2 separate regions of the Zea mays genome follow, and region 2 is linked to region 1. A link is a contact called in public Hi-C data. All regions are on one chromosome and are shown on one strand. The core of a region is the stretch at or near the end of the contact, and the rest is flanking DNA. Distances in the headings are between cores, read along the strand shown. Region 1 holds the start of LOC100277855. Region 2 holds the start of LOC100502357 (basic leucine-zipper 52).

What was found. A called contact is a pair of places that touch in the nucleus more often than the background predicts.
Region 2: a contact with region 1 is called in a Hi-C map of leaf, with 6 times the contacts expected there. The contact joins the promoter of LOC100502357 here to the promoter of LOC100277855 in region 1. A contact is called at or near these places in 3 of 25 Hi-C or Micro-C datasets (bundle sheath and leaf).

Annotation. Positions count from the first base shown.
Region 1 is chr2:223,601,489-223,605,834 of Zm-B73-REFERENCE-NAM-5.0, reverse strand. It overlaps LOC100277855, which reads right to left and starts at 1,961. Exons shown (of 2, transcript NM_001151315.1): 1 at 1,702-1,961; 2 at 1-1,486. The coding sequence starts at 1,902. The coding sequence ends at 23.
Region 2 is chr2:223,778,673-223,782,866 of Zm-B73-REFERENCE-NAM-5.0, reverse strand. It overlaps LOC100502357 (basic leucine-zipper 52), which reads left to right and starts at 1,323. Exons shown (of 4, transcript NM_001196835.1): 1 at 1,323-1,959. The coding sequence starts at 1,454. It overlaps LOC100216901, which reads left to right. Exons shown (of 12, transcript NM_001359517.1): 12 at 1-909. The coding sequence ends at 618.

The DNA of each region.
Region 1 (4,346 bases), core at 712-3,211:
CCCAAGTTGGCTTCAGCAGTTTCTAATGCGATCCCTTTTCCTTCTTCCTCTTGGCCTGTCTCGCCAAGAAAATAGAGAGTCCTGTAAAGGCAAACTTCTTCCTCTTCCCTGGGAATTTCTTCTGAGCAGTTGCATCGCTGCTATACACGACTGCATGCCTGCGGTTCAGGATATGTCCGAGCGACATAGTAGAAGCTTCGCTTGCGTCGTCCCAGACGCTTTTGTCATACCCATCTGGTCCCATTAGCTTCATACTCAGTATCTGCCCTATTGACAACGTTGGTTTCAAGGGACCCTTTGAAACACCGACGATATCCATATTCTGAGAATCTCTGGAACGGGGAGCTGGATGTTTGAACCTGGGAGGGTCATGGACCGACCTCCTCCTGTGTCCAGTCGTGGATCGACATCTGCGAAGAGCCTCTTCTACTGCGCTCTTCCCTCGGTTAGCAGCATCCACCCTCTTCTGGGCATCCTGTAGCGCCTTCTTACATTCCTCAACCTGTAATCGAGCTTCCTCCAGCTTTCTGAGGGAGTCAGATTCTGTCCTGTTAGCTTCATCTACCTGCACCATTGCAGCATCGATTTTCTTTCTTGAGCGTTCATCAGCCTCCTGAGCTTTGGCAGCAAGCTCAGAGTACTCTTCCAATGAAAGGCTCACATCTTCCATGCCCTGAAGATCCTCAACTGAAGCTTCATTGCGTAGTAGGATCTTGATTTCAGCAAGGGCAAGAGCTTCTGCTGCCCTTGCCGCCTCTTCTATCTTCCTGGCTGCACGGCACCTCACCTCAGCAGTGCCGATGCTAGCTCTCATCTGCTCAATTTCGGCAGACAGCATAGCAGCTTCCGATTTGGCAGCACTCGCTGCATTCCTGAGCTGCTCTAGCTCAGATGTCATCTTCTTGATCTCTATGAAGATGTCCGATTGATCGTCACGCCTCCTCTGCAGATCCCGCAGCGTCTGCAGCTTCTGTGCAGTCCGGTTCAGCTCATCCTCCAGAGAAGCAATCAGTGTCGTGTTGGCACATACCTTCTCTCGGCTTCTCTCCACCAAGATTCTCTCTTTCGCAATGTCGTTCCGCAGCGACTCGACGGAGGCCCTTATAGCTGCAAGATCACTCGTGGTCCTGTTTAGATTGGCTTTTGCCTGCTCAAGGCCCTTCAGCACTGAAGTACCAGGAGACTGGTGCAGCTGCACATGAAGCGCGCCCATAACCACATCAGTTTCAGCATTCTCAGGCTGCACTTCTGCAACCTCTTCAGCGGCAGTGGGCAGCTCGGCTTGACCCCGAACACTCTCTTCAGGGATGCAAAATGCACCGGCACCTTCGTTCTGTATCTTTAGCTTCAAATCTGCGACCACCTTCTTGGTGGACTCCAACTCTTTGAGCACATCAAGCGTCTCCCTTTCCTTGACGCCGAGCTCCTTCTCTAGCTGCGCGGTCTGCTCCTCCAGATCGGCCAGTTCGTCGCCCCCCTCCTGCTTCTGCAGCAGAAGGTAGTAGGAGAAAGCACATATCAACGCGAAATTTACCTATCCGCCGTGTTCCCCACAAATCTAGGAACCACAGACGACACAATCGAGCGGCGAACCAACCAAAAGCACGACACAACACACCACACGCAAGATTCTACCAGAGGTAGGTATCCAAGACACAACATTTGGGGCGGCGGCGCCGGGCGAGGGCACAGATTGGCTACCTTTGGGCTCGGGGGCAGCGCGAACATACGCTTGATGAGGTCGGAGCTCCAGGCGGCGCTGCCGCCGAAGCGGTCGACGGCCTCGCGCACCGACTTGAAGGGCGTCGAGGTGTCGACCTCCGCCCTGCCTTGCAGGCCGGCGGCGGCGGAGGCGCCGGGTGGGGCGAGTTCTTGCGCCTCGGCCTCGCCGGCGTCGTTCATGGGGACTCGTGCCCCTCTCTTCTTTCTTGGGTTCCGTCCGTGGGGTTTTGGTTGGGGTGGGCGAGGACGACCAACGACAGAGAGAGCCAAAGGAATCGAAGGCAGTGGAAGCGAGCACGGCGGGGTTCGGTTCGGTTCGGTTCAGAGCTGGGTTTTGGATGGATTTCTATTTTTTATTTTTTATCGCCATGGGTGGGAGCTGGGAGATTGACATTGTTGACCCGGCCTCTAGTACTAGTACAGCAAAATCGCATAGCCGTTTGCCGTTTGGGAGCCGTTGGCGCGTTGCTCGTGCTCCGTCACCTCTCATGCGTCTCTGCACTTGCAGGCTTTTCCTTGCCTTTTGGCCTTTTGCTACAGACAACAAATGCGACCTTTGAAATTGGACTTTGCATTGGAGTATTATACTACTGTGTCAGTAAAAAAACAAATCATGCCTCCTCAAGTAGTTAAACGGTTCATGGTTGACTAGGTCTATTAAAAATATTAATATTTATAATAATATAACACCGAATAAGCATTATTAAATTATTATTAAATATAGTAGCATAGTACTCCTAAAAAGGTCATACGTGTTAATACTATTTTTTATCATATTAGGGGGCACTCGAACTAATAGTTAGTTGCCTAAAAATGATTAGTGAAATTAGCTAGCTAAAAAATAACTACCTAACTATTAACTAATTTACCAAAAATAGCTAATAGCTGAATTATTAGTTAGGATGTTTGGATGTCTCAACTAATTTTAGCCACTAAGAGTAACTTCAGTAGTTCTCTAAAAGACTTCCTAAATCAATAATTTAGGTAGTTAATATGAAAACTATTCTCCAACAGATGTCTAAATGAACTTTCTAATTTTAACAACTTGTCATCTAACCTCATTTTCTCTCTACATTTGGCAACCATTTAACAACTCCCTAAACAAAAATGTTGACTGCATTATATAGTTTTTGTGACTTATTTTTTATGTGGATAGATACAAAACAAAATTACAACTTATATTTAGAGAACTATTGGAGAACTCATATTCTTTTACTCCAAAAGCCATTTAGCAACTTCTTAAATCTGTGATTTAGAGAGCTAAAATTTACATAACTATTGGAGTTGCTCTAACTATTAGCTCTAGTGCATTCAAACACTCCCTTAGTCAAACTTAAAGACGTATAGTTGTATAGATGACTCAATATAAACTTAGAACTGTATCCTTTGAGATGGTGGTAGTAATTGTACTCTCTTAGTAGTTCTAAAAGATATTGAAAATTGGCAATATTTGTGGAAAGCCATGCATTTGTATATTGGCAATATGTCATCCGTAGATCTCGCTAGCAACAGAAAGGTCGAAATAGTCTTAGCTGATGCTAGCCTTGTACCCTAGGCCTCGCACGCCCGAGGGGCCATGTTTAGCTCTAGCTAAGTCCAGGGCCTTTAAGACTAAGGACCAAAACCTAAGGCCCTCTTGTCCCTAGGCTCTCCTAGCCTTCAACGCCCTCCACGCCGAGGAACTAGAACCCTGGACCTTCTCAGCCTCGGGGACTCTCCTAACCTTCAGAGTCCTCTATGTTAGGGGATTAGATTCAGGGGAACACTAGGTCGGGGACCAAGCATCCTGCTTGACCAAGTCTGGGTGCTCCAACATGCGAAGATATACAACAAGACTTCTTGGCAAAGATGTCTAGTGCTGGAATGGCTTGGGCAAGGACATCTCTAAGGTTGGAAAACCCTAGGCAATACAACTCTCATGCCATGTGTGTCTCTGCTCAGGATGGTTATGCGCACCTCTATTCAAGGTTATAAGCTAGGGTGAAAAACTTTTTGTGATAGTATAGAAAACACTCCAACGAATAAGGGGTGAAGTAGGCTATCTGATAGAACTTAATCGTTAAAAGAAATTTTAAATAAGCCTAGTTCACCGCCATCTTGGGCACTTGATCTTTTCAACATTATATCTAATACACCTTGCAATTATTAATTGCTTCACTTTTAGTATTTCAAGCTCTTTTAATTAACAGTAAGGTGCGACATCCTAGTTATGTGATTCTTGTTGGTTGGATCATAACATGATATCTGTAACTTCATCCTATGGTTTAGTTGTACTAGTGGAGTCATGGATTGTGACTCTAGGGACCTTCCTACCACCCTCAAGTTAGTGCTACCATGGTCAAGTGAGCAACATGTGGTACTAGTTGGACAACGAGGGTGAAGTCCTCACCTATTGTATAAATTCTTTATAAGTTAAAATTGTTGTAGCTCTTAGTTGGATCATAAATTTCTTGAAAATATTTATGTTCTACATCTTCATTGTCTAAAGTTCAATGTTGTAGTCGAATTTCATTTCTTTAGGAGTATTTTGTTCGTTTCCATTGTTCTCTTTGTCTTCTACTATGTTTATTGCATCTGCTATTCTTTGGTAGTCTCTCAAGAAGCTTATGGTGTTGAATGAAGGT
Region 2 (4,194 bases), core at 74-2,573, 180 kb before region 1:
AAGCACAGCCCCGCGTGCACCTGCAACGTGTGCATGACGGTCAGGCGCCGGTTCAAGACGCTGATGATGAGGAAGAAGCAGCGGCAGTCGGAGCGCGAGGAGGCGGAGGCCGGCAAGAAGATCGCATGGGTGAACAGAGACGAGCCTGAGGGGAGCAGCCTGTCGAGATCCCCGCAGACGCTTGACAGCACCCGAGACAACAGTGATGTGACGGCGACCATGTTGGACAAGGTGTCCGACGTGAACAAGCAGGGGCACATCGACGTCGACCTCAACCTCCACCCTGCTGCCCCTGCCGTCCAGGCTGCGCAGCAGCAGCCCCGGCCGGTGAGCATGATGGGTCTCTTGGAAGTGGCGGGCCGGCCGCTTGACAACTACATGAAGCAGAATGGCCTGACGAGCCTGGTGGGGGAGCAAGGTGGTGGCAGCTCCAGCACGGCCACGGTCCCTCCTCCGGCTCTGGTGGAGAGTGAGGAGCGGACGTCCAACGAGGGCCTCGTCCCATCAGCATCGGCAGAGCGGGAACCGAACGCCATGGCCGTCGACGAGGCTGGCGAGAACCAGCAGGACAAGGCTGCCGACGACGACGACGACGCCGTCGCTGCCGCCGCTACTTGACGTGATTTTTTTTCATGGAGCTGCTTCTCCTGGAGGCTGGGAGTAACTTACGTGTACGTATGAGGCTTGTGTTGGTTGGTGTTGTAATCTGACGCTTAAACATTGGCTTCAATAACTCATACAGAGTGAGAACCTGAAAGTATCAGTCTAGAGCAAGTTCTTTTTACTGGTGCTGAAAGTATCAGTCTTGCGCAACCCAAAAGGAGGAAACAAAAATTTTAGACCCTCCAAAATTGTACTCCCCTTTGGTATGTACAATCTGAAGTGGTAACAAAAATGCACTACTTTTTTCTAATAGAACTCCGATCCAAGACATGCTTGTTTTTTGTTTAGGAAAAAAGGCTAGGTTCACCTGATTGTTTCTGATCTTCTTCCATGTAATATTTTAACACATTTTTCTTTCGAACAAAATATAACTCAGCTGTTTCAAAACCGTCAAAAAAAAACAACTTATGATTAGCTGCTCCTTTTTTTACTGCTCCAAGGCTGGCCTGTGAGCAACATTGCACCCCCACCACAGGTCAGGTTCATCCAGCCCATTTATTATTCTAAAAAAAAACTCTACTCCAAAAGATGTGTCCAGCCCAGTGAAGCCCGAAAGGAAAGAAGCCAGCCGCTCCCGTGGGCGACGACATGGTCCTGTGTCCGTGTGAGGTACACATGACTACGGGGGCCCCACCTCCTTCGTTCCCAATCCCAGATCCCGCACTCTCTTTCAGAACCCAACACGCCACTGCCTAGCTAGTAGCTAGCAGAGCAGCTAGCCAAGCAACCCAGCCGAGTAGCCGACCAGAGAGAGCGAGAGAGGCAGAGAGGAGCGGACCTGCCCGTCGCAATGGCGATGCCGCCGAAGCCCGGCGACCCGCCGCAGCGCTCGCCTGCGCGGAGCCCCAACCTCAACCTGCCCTGCCCGCTGCCGCCGGTCCCGGGCGGGCCGCCTGCGCCGTCGGCCGCCGGGTTGCCCCCGCCGCGCGCGAGTCACCACCGCCGCGCCAGATCTGAGGTGGCCTTTCGCTTCTCGGACGACCTGGCCGGCGGCGTGGGCGGCGGCTTCGACGAGATCGGCTCCGAGGACGACCTCTTCTCCACCTTCATGGACATGGACAAGATCGCCGGCGCCGACCGCGACCGTGCCGCCGAGACCTCCTCGCCGCCGCGCCCAGCCAAGCACCGCCACAGCGCCTCCTTTGACGGCTTCGGGATGGGGGCTGCCGCCGGTGGCCTGGCCGGGCAGCAGGACGGCGGCGGAGGCATGTTTGGAGAGGTGATGGAGGCCAAGAAGGCCATGTCTTCCGAGCAGCTTGCCGAGCTCGCTGCCATCGACCCCAAGCGCGCCAAAAGGTGACGCCTTTAGCCCTTTACCATACTTCCATTGCCACCGTCCTCGCATTCTGGCACTACTAGGTACCACTGCACTGGTAGTTGCTTGGTTGGTAGGGTTGCAGGTGAGATTATTCCTACTTTTTGTGATCTATATCGATGAAAAAGACGCATAATGCTTAATAACTTTTGATATTACGTGCATCAAAATGAAAAAAGAAGCATCGCCACCTGTAAGTCTTGCCAACTACTTGAGACGTCATCTGTAATCATCTGGATAATGAAAGGCAGCTTATTGGATAGGGTTGCAGCAAGGTGACCAACTGAATTGGATAGCTAGTTCGTCCTTGTCGCGTACTAGGTTTCTTTCCAAGTGAAAGCAAGCACCCATAAAAGTTAGGATTTATTGTATGCATGACACCTAACTTTTACAAAATTAGACGTCTAATTCATTTTGACTCCATGGAGTGGCATGGAAATGAACTAGTTTCTATTTTTTTTTTTCAAAATTTTGAGTGGCATGTTTCCAACTGACCCTAGAAGTTATTGAGATGTCATTTTTTTGTTTCGTTAGTTAGTGTCTTAATCGAAGGGAAGGCCTGGTGGGTGCAGTGGTGAGAGCTGTCTCACTAAATCACCAGGTCGCAGGTTTGAAGCAACCTCTCCACATCTATTAGGGCTGGAAAGTGGAAACGAGACGAGCCGAGCCGAGCTCAAGAATCAGGCTCGGCTCGAAGTTGGCTCGCGAGCCGCACCGCACCTTGGTAATATTATTGCATTATAAAATAAATTAAAAATATATAAATGTGGAATATAAAATCATAATTCAATATCATGAGTAGTTTAACTTATGAATTGTCATATATTCATCATAAAAAGCTAAGAAATGAGTCTATTATCTATAGAATTATACAATGTCTATTGTTATTTTGCAAATTGATTAATTTGGCATAGCTCGTGAGCCTAAACGAGCCAGCTCGGCTCGCTGCTCTAACGAGCTCAAAAAATAGGCTCGGCTCGCGAGCCGCTCTTAGCTCGAGCTAGCTCGCGAACCTCGAGCTTTTTTCCAGCCCTAGCATCTATAGTGAAGTCTTGCCTCGGTTTATCACTCATGTGTGGTTTATCACTTTATCCCTTCTCTAGACCCCACTTATGTGGGACCCTCTGGCACTAGGTCTGCCCCCATTTTAGTTAGTGCCTTAGTTTGTAAAGGTGTCTCATGTTGTTTAGTCTCAAATAAGCAGAAGGTTGAAGTCGAAATTGGCGGGATAATGTCATCGACGTGAATTGCTTTTGTGGCATTTTCTCCATGTTGTACACACGTCTTGGTACTTAAAGCTGCTTTTGGTCATTTAGTCTTAAATAAATAGAGATGAACGTAAAAAAGGCAGGGCACAACATCTATTTGCTTTGTTGCAATGTTTTCCTCGCTGGGCACTCCGCGTTATCTAGATTCCTTTCAATATTCTCAATAAGTTAGTGTGGCATACTTCTAATTGGTTCTTTCTAGCTCAAAATTGTATGCTACAACTATCGTTTCCCTTTTGGCGTATATTAAAGTTACACTGGAGATGGTTAGATTTTGTTTGCCAAAACTTTGTATTAGGGGCAAGCTATATGATAGTGTTTCTCTTATGATAATTCATACAATTGTTTTTCCGTGTTTGTTCTCCTCAAGACCTCAAGTCCTCGTTGATTTTGGTAATAGTTATTGTTGATACACTGCTCCATTGGCAATCATTGATGCAACAGAGATAGCATAGACAGTTTTACTCACATAAACATTGTTAGTATCGATGTTTTACTTGTGATGTAGAACTATTAAATGTGCCTCCACACCACAAGTATATTTTTCCTGTTTCAGTTAACTGCACTGGACATTAGTATTGAGTTTGCACTACAAGCAAGCTCTGTAAGCCTGTATTTATAATTTAGGGTTACATTGTGCTGGACTGCTGGCTGGTACAATTGCCCCTGGATTGCAGCAACAGTTTGATTAAGTTTTGGATGACAGGCAGAAGAACATACAATGAGAAGATTCTGTTAAGTTACTGGAGCGTAGGCAAACTGTCAAAAAATAATTCATGATCTTTGTATTCGTACCCATGATGTTTGAACTTAGGAAGTTAACTTTCATCTGTCCTTATCAACTGTTTGAACTTTACTACATTACCTAAATTATCTTAACAGATTAGTAAATCTAAGTTAACTACTTTTAACTTTATTACGTTACCTATAAATTATCTTAATCAGTTG